2 separate regions of the Gasterosteus aculeatus genome follow, and region 1 is linked to region 2. Evidence: chromatin contacts called from public Hi-C data. All regions are on one chromosome and are shown on one strand. Each heading gives the region's core, a stretch centred on a gene start, on an enhancer-like site or on the middle of the called end of the contact. The rest is flanking DNA. Distances are from core to core; before and after follow the strand shown.

Region 1 (4,608 bases), core at 1,406-3,905, 54 kb after region 2:
AGCGGTGCAAACAAGCGCTAACGGTGAATGCGATGGCAACAGTGCTGACGGAGCAAACAGCTTTTGTCTGCGGCGATACCGGAGGACAGCGGCTACGCTGCTGTGACGACGGCGCCGGTTGACAGAGCGTCATCGGCAGTCGCTGCCATGTGACCGCAGAGCAAAGCGGCGTCCGTGAGCTCGGCAGGGGGCAAACCAAAGAGAAACTACAACACTCAAAGATCAAGAGTGACTTCCTTCTCTGCTCGCCACGACACTATTGCATTACAGCTTTACATAAATTTATGTTCTGAATATTGAACCTTTAATACCAGTGTAAACCACCAGACCTCTATGCATTATTGGTGAAATGATCAAGTTGCAGGGTAGTATGTTGATATTTTGGGCTGCATCGTAGAGGTTTAACATATTGCTAACGTGCACATACCAGATAATAACCCAGCTATCACTTGGGCCACCTAGTCTTATTATTTTTGGAAAGGCGTGTCCACAATTTATTGCCTCTGCTATAACTCTGTCTTTCCCATTACTTGGTCTGGCTTCAGGTGGACTTCTTGCTGCACACACACACACACACACACACACACACACTCACGCACACACACACACACACACACACACACACACGCACAACGACACCTCCAGCAAATGGGTGACATGGAGTAGGAGCCACCACCCAAGGATATCCTGTTACGAGCTCTGAGCCTGGCATTCCAGGCCGCCAGTACTAATTCCCTTTTGAATGTAATTGTTATACATTGTACTAAGTTACTGCAGTGTTTTGACTTTAAAACATATGTGTAGTTTTGATAAATAGAATATTTAGATAGCAGAGATTATGAAGTGTGTAATAATAACAAGACCCTCTCTGAGAACACACTATGGACGCAGTCTATATGGTTATGGATCACACTGTTTTACACGCATTGGATTTCCCTGCATAAACATTTCTGTGTTTTGTCAGCGATGGCTGGCGAACGTTCATCTTAGAGCGCAGCTCAGCCAATGAGGTGAAATCAGGAAAATCTCACTTTGTGGTTTTTGCAAAAACATAGCTGTGCGCTGCCACTAAATCATGTAAAATTCTTTGTAAACAGAAAAGAAACAAATGCATACCGGAGTTGTCAACACGTGCGGTATATTCCTTACGACCTGACAAATTGTGGAGACGGAAAACACAGATTCTGTACCCACGATGTTGCACGACCTGTTTGAATCAGAAGTGTGTTGAACAATAGCTCCATATGTTTTTCCTGTGAGAAATCCTGCAAGATGTTCAACTGCATTCATCAAACCGTGTGACCCCCGTGGCTTCCACCGAGGGTCCAGCAGTGCAGCGATGGTGTGAAGACCAGAAGCTCATCCAATTAGCTCTGTGCTGAGACCGATCAGTCAATCGGGCACATCTAAAGGCCACGGCCACACTGGACTTCCCCCGGGTCTCCACACACCAGTCGAGGCCTAAATACTAGCAGAATGGGTGTTTTTTTAACACAAACTAATATTCTCTAATCGGTTTTGAGCTGCGAAAGCTTAGGTAATACAAGCGTAAATGATATTATTACACCGTGTCTTTTAGCTTCCCATTGTCCTCATACGGGGTTCAAAAAAAGAGGTTTTCTACTCCTAAATGTGTTTGATTTCCATTAATGTAACACAAATAAACCAAGTGGGTCATTGCTCCTCTTTGTGATAATAAAGAAGGATGGGACTTGGTGTTCAACCAACACCTCCGACGTGCTACCAGCACAATTTACAATGATTAGCCTGATGTTATCATAATTAAAGGATGCGCTGTTCCAACGCCTACGACATGGGGATTATGGACCACCTCTGTGGTTTTCATTAGGACACACTCAGTTCCCTGTCACATGTCCAAGAGGAGTCTCCCTGAACAGCCCTCATTCGCGTTTAAACACTGCCACCTGCAGGGCAGACGTGGTGCAAACCCTCGAGTGCGGACAAAGGGTCTACTTTTGAATTGTGCATAAAGGCATGAAGTGTTTCTTACTTCCAACTCCTAGATGAATGTTTCACACAAGGATCTTAAAAGTCATTTTGAATTGCAGTTGTGTGCCTTTCATGTTTGGCATAATTCACGCTGCTAAGATGCCACCCTGGAGGTCAGCTGCAGGGTGTGACTGAAGCCTCTTTCAGCAACGACGGGTCATTTATGTCTGAGAGAGAGTTATGACTATTTTTTCGCCATTCGTCATGAGGGCAAGGCTCGGGGTACGCAGTCATGAATGTGTCTCCACCCGCACAGCTGGGTGGTCTGCCGAGTCCAATGTGACCCCAATGAAGACCTTTGTGCCGGCTCCAGCATGAGCCTCGCTATTGTTCAAGTCTCACGGGCCGCTGATTCACGGCACATTATGCAAAACACAAAGTGTCATACAGAAAGCCTGTGGAAATGTATCGCAGACTTCAGCTGACTTTTATCCTATCAAATGAAATATCCCTTACGCTTTCGATGAAAATGGACATTTGTTGTGGCTTTTGTGGCATCAGTTTAAATGCATATAAACTACAACGGTGTGTGAAATGTGAAATGTTTAATGTTTTAAATCTTGAGCAGTGTAATACATAACGTGTGACACACTAGTAATGAACAAAACCGAGTTGGTCATTTATGGGGAGAGTGGAGCCAATGTGACACCAGTTAAAGAGAACAACTGATTTATGAATGTCAACTCACCCTCATCTGTCGGCTATTATATACATATATGTATTACATGGTCTGTTTACATGCGACAGCATTCATACACCATGCATTTGAGAAAATATATGAATCTAAATATATATATAGCCACATGCACATTCAAACATGTACATTCATTACAAGTTATAGTTTTTAAAACAACGTTTTTCATACTTTATTAGGCCCACAAAGTGTAAGAATGAGTGTGCAAGGCCACAGGGGGCTGTGACTTCTGTACTTCCCAGCATGCATTGACTGATGATCTGAGTCACCAGTCACTGAGCAGGTCACCAAGTCATCGTGAGTTTTAAGTACGCTCTCCCGTCTACGTCTGGGACGTGGGCAACTTATTACATTATGTTTTAACGTCACTGTGTGAAAATGATGCGTATGTGAAATGAGACATTTTGAGTTGTCCCACTCGGAAAGGCACAGCTGCTTAAATTGAACGACCCTGTCGGCCACGACCTCGGGTCTGTTGAAAGTATGGGGCGCCGTTTGTAAAATGTTGCACGTTCAAAAATCCTGCGCAGTTTTGCTACATTTAGCATTATCATATGAACACAAAAGTACGACAATATTCATATGTCACTTTCTCAAACATAAAATGAAATCAGTTAAAATGACATGTATAGAATATTCTATTCACACACAGATACGGCGCGTAGGCATATAAAAAGAGACCAAGAACATTAGAAATACTGAAAGCGGATCTAAGTACTGCATAAAGTGCATATCCAATCATTGTTCTTAATCTGTGTCAGCTGTGCTTTTTGGATCTGCAGGCAGTCTGCATGGAACCACCTGCTTTCTCAAAATCTATACAGTAATATTTCATGGAAATGTACATGAGCATAGAGGGGGTCAACATGAAAGCAGAGTGTTACCGTTTTCGGATCTGGTTTAAAGACAGTTCAAAGATTGGGATTATGACACGTTACAAGAAGGCGATTAATGCCTTTAAAGCTGTACGCCCTTTTACCGTAACACCTTAAATAGAGGCACATTTCATTTTGAAATGCGGTCCACATGACCGCAGTGGCGGTCAAATCCTCGGCGATGGTCCGGTCAAGGGGGGGTTGCGCAATGTTCCGCGCCCGTGAACCCCCCCCCCCCCCCCCCCCCATAACTTCAACGTGGCCCCCTACCTAAAATGAGTTTGACACCCCTGCTCTATAACAAGAGCTAATTCATCAGGACCGGCCAGCTTGTCTTGCTGCGGCGTAATTACCGTAAATATTATAATGTTCAGTCGTCAACTCTGATATATAGAGTGAACATTTAGATCTACATTTAACATTTAGATTTAACATTTAGATTTACATTTAGATTTAGAATTTAGATTTAATTTACATTTAACATTTAGATTTACATTTAACATTTAGATATAACATTTAACATTTAGATAAAGATTTAACATTTAGATGTAACATTTAGATTTACATTTAACATTTACATAGAACATTTTACATTTAGATTTACATTTAACATTTAGATATAACATTTACATTTAACATTTAGATATAACATTTACATTTAACATTTAGATTTAACATTTAGATTATTTAACAACTTTGTGTTACTGCCAAACATTATCCTTGGAAAAGTTATTGCATGAATTTACATAAATTTCTCTCTAAATGTTTGAAAAAGTGATATATGAATATTGTCATGCTTTTTTGTTCATATGATAATGCTAAATGTAGCAAAACTGGCAGGATTTTAGAACGTGCGACATTTTACAAACGCCGCCCCATATCAAAGAAAGTTATGCTATTGACCGCGACAAAGTGGAGGCAACGCTGAACTCGAGGCGGAAAAATATAATGTTCTTTCCGTCATTGATTGTATTATTGAAAGCCGTGCCTTTTCTAACTGGGATGTTGTGCGGTGAAAAAGGCCGAGCA
Region 2 (4,405 bases), core at 1,813-4,312:
GCTCATAGCGACACTGCTGGATCACCTGCAGGAGACGGGCAGAAAGAAAGCAGCAGATGAAAGACACTGTAAACTCGGGGGGGGGAATGAGGTTGTTTTTCAGTTCTGGACCTCTGTTGTTTTCCTCAGTATTTTCTGCAGAAGGATGAGGAAGTTGTGGGCATCTCTCTTTACAAGTTCCTCCAAACACCAGCGGTTTATGCACAGCCCAGCTGATGAGAGAGACAGAAACACGCAGTGTTTATTTCTCCTTTTAGGTTTCATCCTGATAACTGTCAGTAAACCGGTAACTTAGATAAGCGTGTTCACACCTGATATTCAGAGAGGCGCTGAGGGAAAACGAAGTGGTTGCGCTACTTTCCTTTCTTGCCGAAGGTCTGAATTAAGAAATTTCAGCAAATCTTTCAACATGATTCTCCTTTATACTGTTGGTCCCTCCTCATTCTGTGTATCACCACTTTCAATTCCCATTTGTCTCTGTAAGACGGACAGTCTGTTCGGGACAGGTCGGCTGGGTGCGTGTTTGGACAATTCAAAGCGAGACTTTAAGCAGAAATACTAGTTTTCATGCGCTTTCATGTGATTTTGGGCTACTCTGCTTCCATAACATGTCAGAGAAAAGAGAAAACTACTACTATTTCCCTTCATAGATTCCTCCTACGCCAAATGCTATTGTTAGAAAATGTTCCATTTGCATATTTAAAATTTGACATTTCTGAAAACTTGTTATTCACAAAAAACAACTTCTTAACCTCATGGTTTAATATTTTTACACAATTCACCTCTAGCGTCATACTTGCATTTGGCTTGTTTTCGGAATGAGGGTCTGTTATGGAACATTGTAAACCTTTAAAACAAATAAGTTGTATATATGTACATATATATATACATGTCCAAACCTCTGTGTCTATAAAAGAAATTAGAGTTTTATTCATGCCTTTATCCAATGTATGCATGTCTGCTCTGAATGAGTGCAAACTGCACATATAGATACGAGAATGCATCTGTTGTATGTTCAAACCTACAAACACTAGCTGTGAAGAAGTAATTGTCTCAATGCAAGTACTCAGCTTTAATGTTTGGTGGTGTAGGGTGATATTAGTTAAGGTTTTTACCAGGTGTACTTATGTGAGCTGGGGACATAAGCCAAATTCCATCGCCAGCCCTGATTTTGTGATGCGGCCCTACAGGGAGGTTTGGGATCGGCTCTTACCGTTCCAGAGTTGTTTGTTGGGAGTGTCGAGACCCAGGCCGCTGAGGCAGCGCTCAAGGACATGCTGGATGCGATCCTCCGTGCACGAGCTGGGCTCCGTCACCTGCATCATCTTCTGCAGAGGCGTCACAACATCCACCGAAAAACACAGGAGAGGCAAGTGCCAAAATGAGAACAAGAATGACGCCCTAATGTCGTGTTCCGGTAAACCAATATAGTGTCCCCCGATTGGTCCAAGCTTCCTGTTATTGTGACTGCGGACACATTAAACCCAACCCAAAGTGGCAATGAGCAGAGTGGCAAATACGAATGTCGACAGCAGAGACGTCAGGACAGAAAGCACCTCCCACCAAAACCCGTGAGTCACAGACCATATGAGCGGGCCGGAGATGAGCCGGTAAAAAACAGAAGCCACAACTTTGTCGACTTCTCCATTTTGGATTCATTCTTAAAATCAGCTGCTTAGAGAAAACATTCTGGTGGAGGTGGGATGGAAATGGAATCCTGTAAGACAACAACTTCCCATGTCATCCTTTGTACTCTTTTCAACAAGTGTAAACATGTGAGTGTTAGTTAAGGCAAAAAAAAGTCATTAAATTATGTTCGATGAACTAAACTTGAACAGCAACAGACACATTTTGGGGAATTTGCTTACGAAAGCAATGGACATGTTTCGAAGCCGATTGAATTGAAAATAAAAAAATAAAAAACACAGCCATGAGACATCCCACCTAATAAGACATGTTATTCTCTGAATATGTATCCTCGGCTCACAGGATGTCGACTTGCATGCGGAAGCTGCAATTGTGCCCCAGCTGTGGCAGATGTGTTGAATGTTGTGTGCAGTGACACAACTGGAAATCAGAGGGTCACCTGTGCCCGTCAAAACAGGAAAAGGCCTCCCGGGAGCAGTTTATCAAAGGCACTGGGGTTATGTGACGATATAACAGTAAAATAAGCTTAAGCCTTTTGAGCTGAAAAGCATAAAATAAATACATTCGCACCCGACAGAGAAAAGCATGAAGACAAGCTTGTCTGCAAGCAGGAACACAGACGGCAGCTCTGTACTCAGAGGTTCCCTGCATATCCAGATCCTGCACGTCAATTCAATCAATTGTCTACTGAGGAAGCAGGTGTTACACCATTGTATGTGTTCAGGCTATATGGCCCACTGCTGCAATGCACAAAGGCAAAAAGCCTGATCCCCCATTGGTCTTCTTTAAGCATTAAGATTATTCTACTGTGAGCGCGGGGGGAGAATGGAAAGATGTACAGATGTGCAGTGAGACACCTTAACGGTATACTTATGAGCTTCAATATAGACGTAAATATTCTAGTGACACTCCAAAATCTATTTAAAACACTGAGCCAAACTAAATTCATTTAATTCAGAATGCACTGTCAACAGCCTTCAGCGGCTTTTAAAAGAAAGGGAACAGGAAATCTGCTTGAGAGCCTTGCAGTGCGATGTGATGGAAGTTGTGCAACAGAGGCTTGTTTCTACTAGAAAGAGCGTATGTGAAATAGTCCAAATAAGGCCAGCGTGAGACGGGCACGCACGGGACATGCAATACAGACACATGGAACGTCCTGTAAACATGTCGAGGCACCGAAAAGAGGCTAAAGATCATGAAGCGAGAGGCATTGCTCTTACCTACCTACGGTCTCCAGTGTCCTAGATCATCCCAGATCGACCTCAATTGAGACACACCAGCAGGCGGGGGAAACAATAGAGGGACCACATCCTCCTTCGTTGGTGCCCTTTTTAAAAATAGACCCTCTGACTGCAGAGTTAGTGAGCGTCTGCTGCTAAAAAGGAACTGAATGAGTCCTTAAGGCTGCGTTGCTTAACAAAACCTACTAGAAGGAGGAGTCTTTTAACATGACACAAGAGCGTCTCGAAAGCACCTGGTCACGGGTTTTAGGCAAGCAGTTTGTGTTTTAATATTGCAATCTGTTACGACAAAATAAATTAATTCATAATGTCCCAGGTGGTTATAGCGAGCTGTTTTTTTTTAAAGACATATTGTCTGTTATTGTCACACCACGGTCAAATCATCTCACTTTGACGCTCAAAGATAAAGTACAGAAGAGCTTTTCACTTGTACCATGTGTACCAACCCAGTTGGGTTAAAATGGTCTGTCACTGTTTGACCTTTCACTAATTTTCCATTAATGGTTGAACCTGAATTAAATTTCTGCTCTTTGTGACTTTTAAGGGCCATCTCTTTACCATTTACTTTCACTTTGTTCAGATTATCTACTTGCCTTTCTGAGTAAACCACAAGATGTTCGTGCAACATCTTTGCCTATTTAGGCCACACGGTTTTAATGCCTGCTGCTTCTCTTCGTGCATCATCAAATCACAGGATTTTATTGCATCGAAATTATATTCATTGATCGACTTTTGTGAGGACAAAACTATGCGTGATTTCTTTTTAACATGTAGCGCACGCAACCTCTCGGAAGATGTCGCTGCTGTCTCTCCCTCCGCAGAGAAACTCCCCAGGACCAGCGGAGCCGATTATAACAGAGAGGGGACTGGGACAGCCAGAGATAGAGGTGGGCAGAGGTGTGACTGAGAGGACACTCGGGGCCAGCTGGGCTTTTTGCCATTTCTCGTTTATATTTAGGCAGTATCAAAGAAGGGTGTAGGGGTGCTGTGGGGGGGTTGAAAGCCTGAAGAAGTATAGCGGCAGTTTGGGGTTTTTCTTTTCGTGCGTAAAGGGGATAGGTTGTGTCCCTCATTCTTAGGAGCTTCACTTTCAGACTGAGCGGTTTATTTGGAGGTAGTGTCCCGGGTCTCTTTGCCTCGTAAGAACATTTTATTCACCTTTTTAAAAAAATGATCTGTAAGATGCTTCGCCGGTGCGTTCAAGTCGCCCAGAATCTCTCCCAGAGCATCACTTGTTCTAACCGTGTTATACTCGTATAGATTCTGTCCAATCATAGTGTTTTAAAAAAAGAACTCTGGTCATATATATATATTTTGTCTCCATTGCATTGCAGCGCGCGGGTCCCCTGCGGTGCACGGATTACCATGCAAAGGATTTTGGAGGTTTGGGTCGCCTTGGTGACAGTCGCGGCGCTGACCGAGGGGGTCTCCGGAGGGTACGGGCTCAGCATGTTTGCCGCGCAGTCTTCCCCGCCGGACCCGTGCTACGACGAGAACGGCAACCCGCGGAGGTGCAT

What was found. A called contact is a pair of places that touch in the nucleus more often than the background predicts.
Region 1: a Hi-C map of whole body shows a contact between it and region 2, with 7 times the contacts expected there. The contact joins the enhancer-like site here to the promoter of LOC120827737 in region 2. A contact is called at or near these places in 4 of 6 Hi-C or Micro-C datasets (skeletal muscle, tail fin and whole body).

Annotation. Positions count from the first base shown.
Region 1 is chr11:5,340,671-5,345,278 of fGasAcu3.hap1.1, forward strand. No RefSeq gene overlaps it. Among protein-coding and RNA genes, the nearest start is that of usp43b, 8.8 kb to the right of the region's middle. Within about 2 kb of position 2,656, at least 1 of the 9 cell types and tissues checked has open chromatin away from gene starts, as enhancers often do.
Region 2 is chr11:5,285,822-5,290,226 of fGasAcu3.hap1.1, forward strand. LOC120827737 (phosphoinositide 3-kinase regulatory subunit 5) reads right to left here and starts at 3,063. Exons shown (of 17, transcript XM_040190839.2): 1 at 2,872-3,063; 2 at 1,214-1,328; 3 at 112-212; 4 at 1-25. The coding sequence starts at 1,325. ntn1b (netrin 1b) reads left to right here and starts at 3,747. Exons shown (of 7, transcript XM_040190841.2): 1 at 3,747-4,027; 2 at 4,223-4,405. The coding sequence starts at 4,254.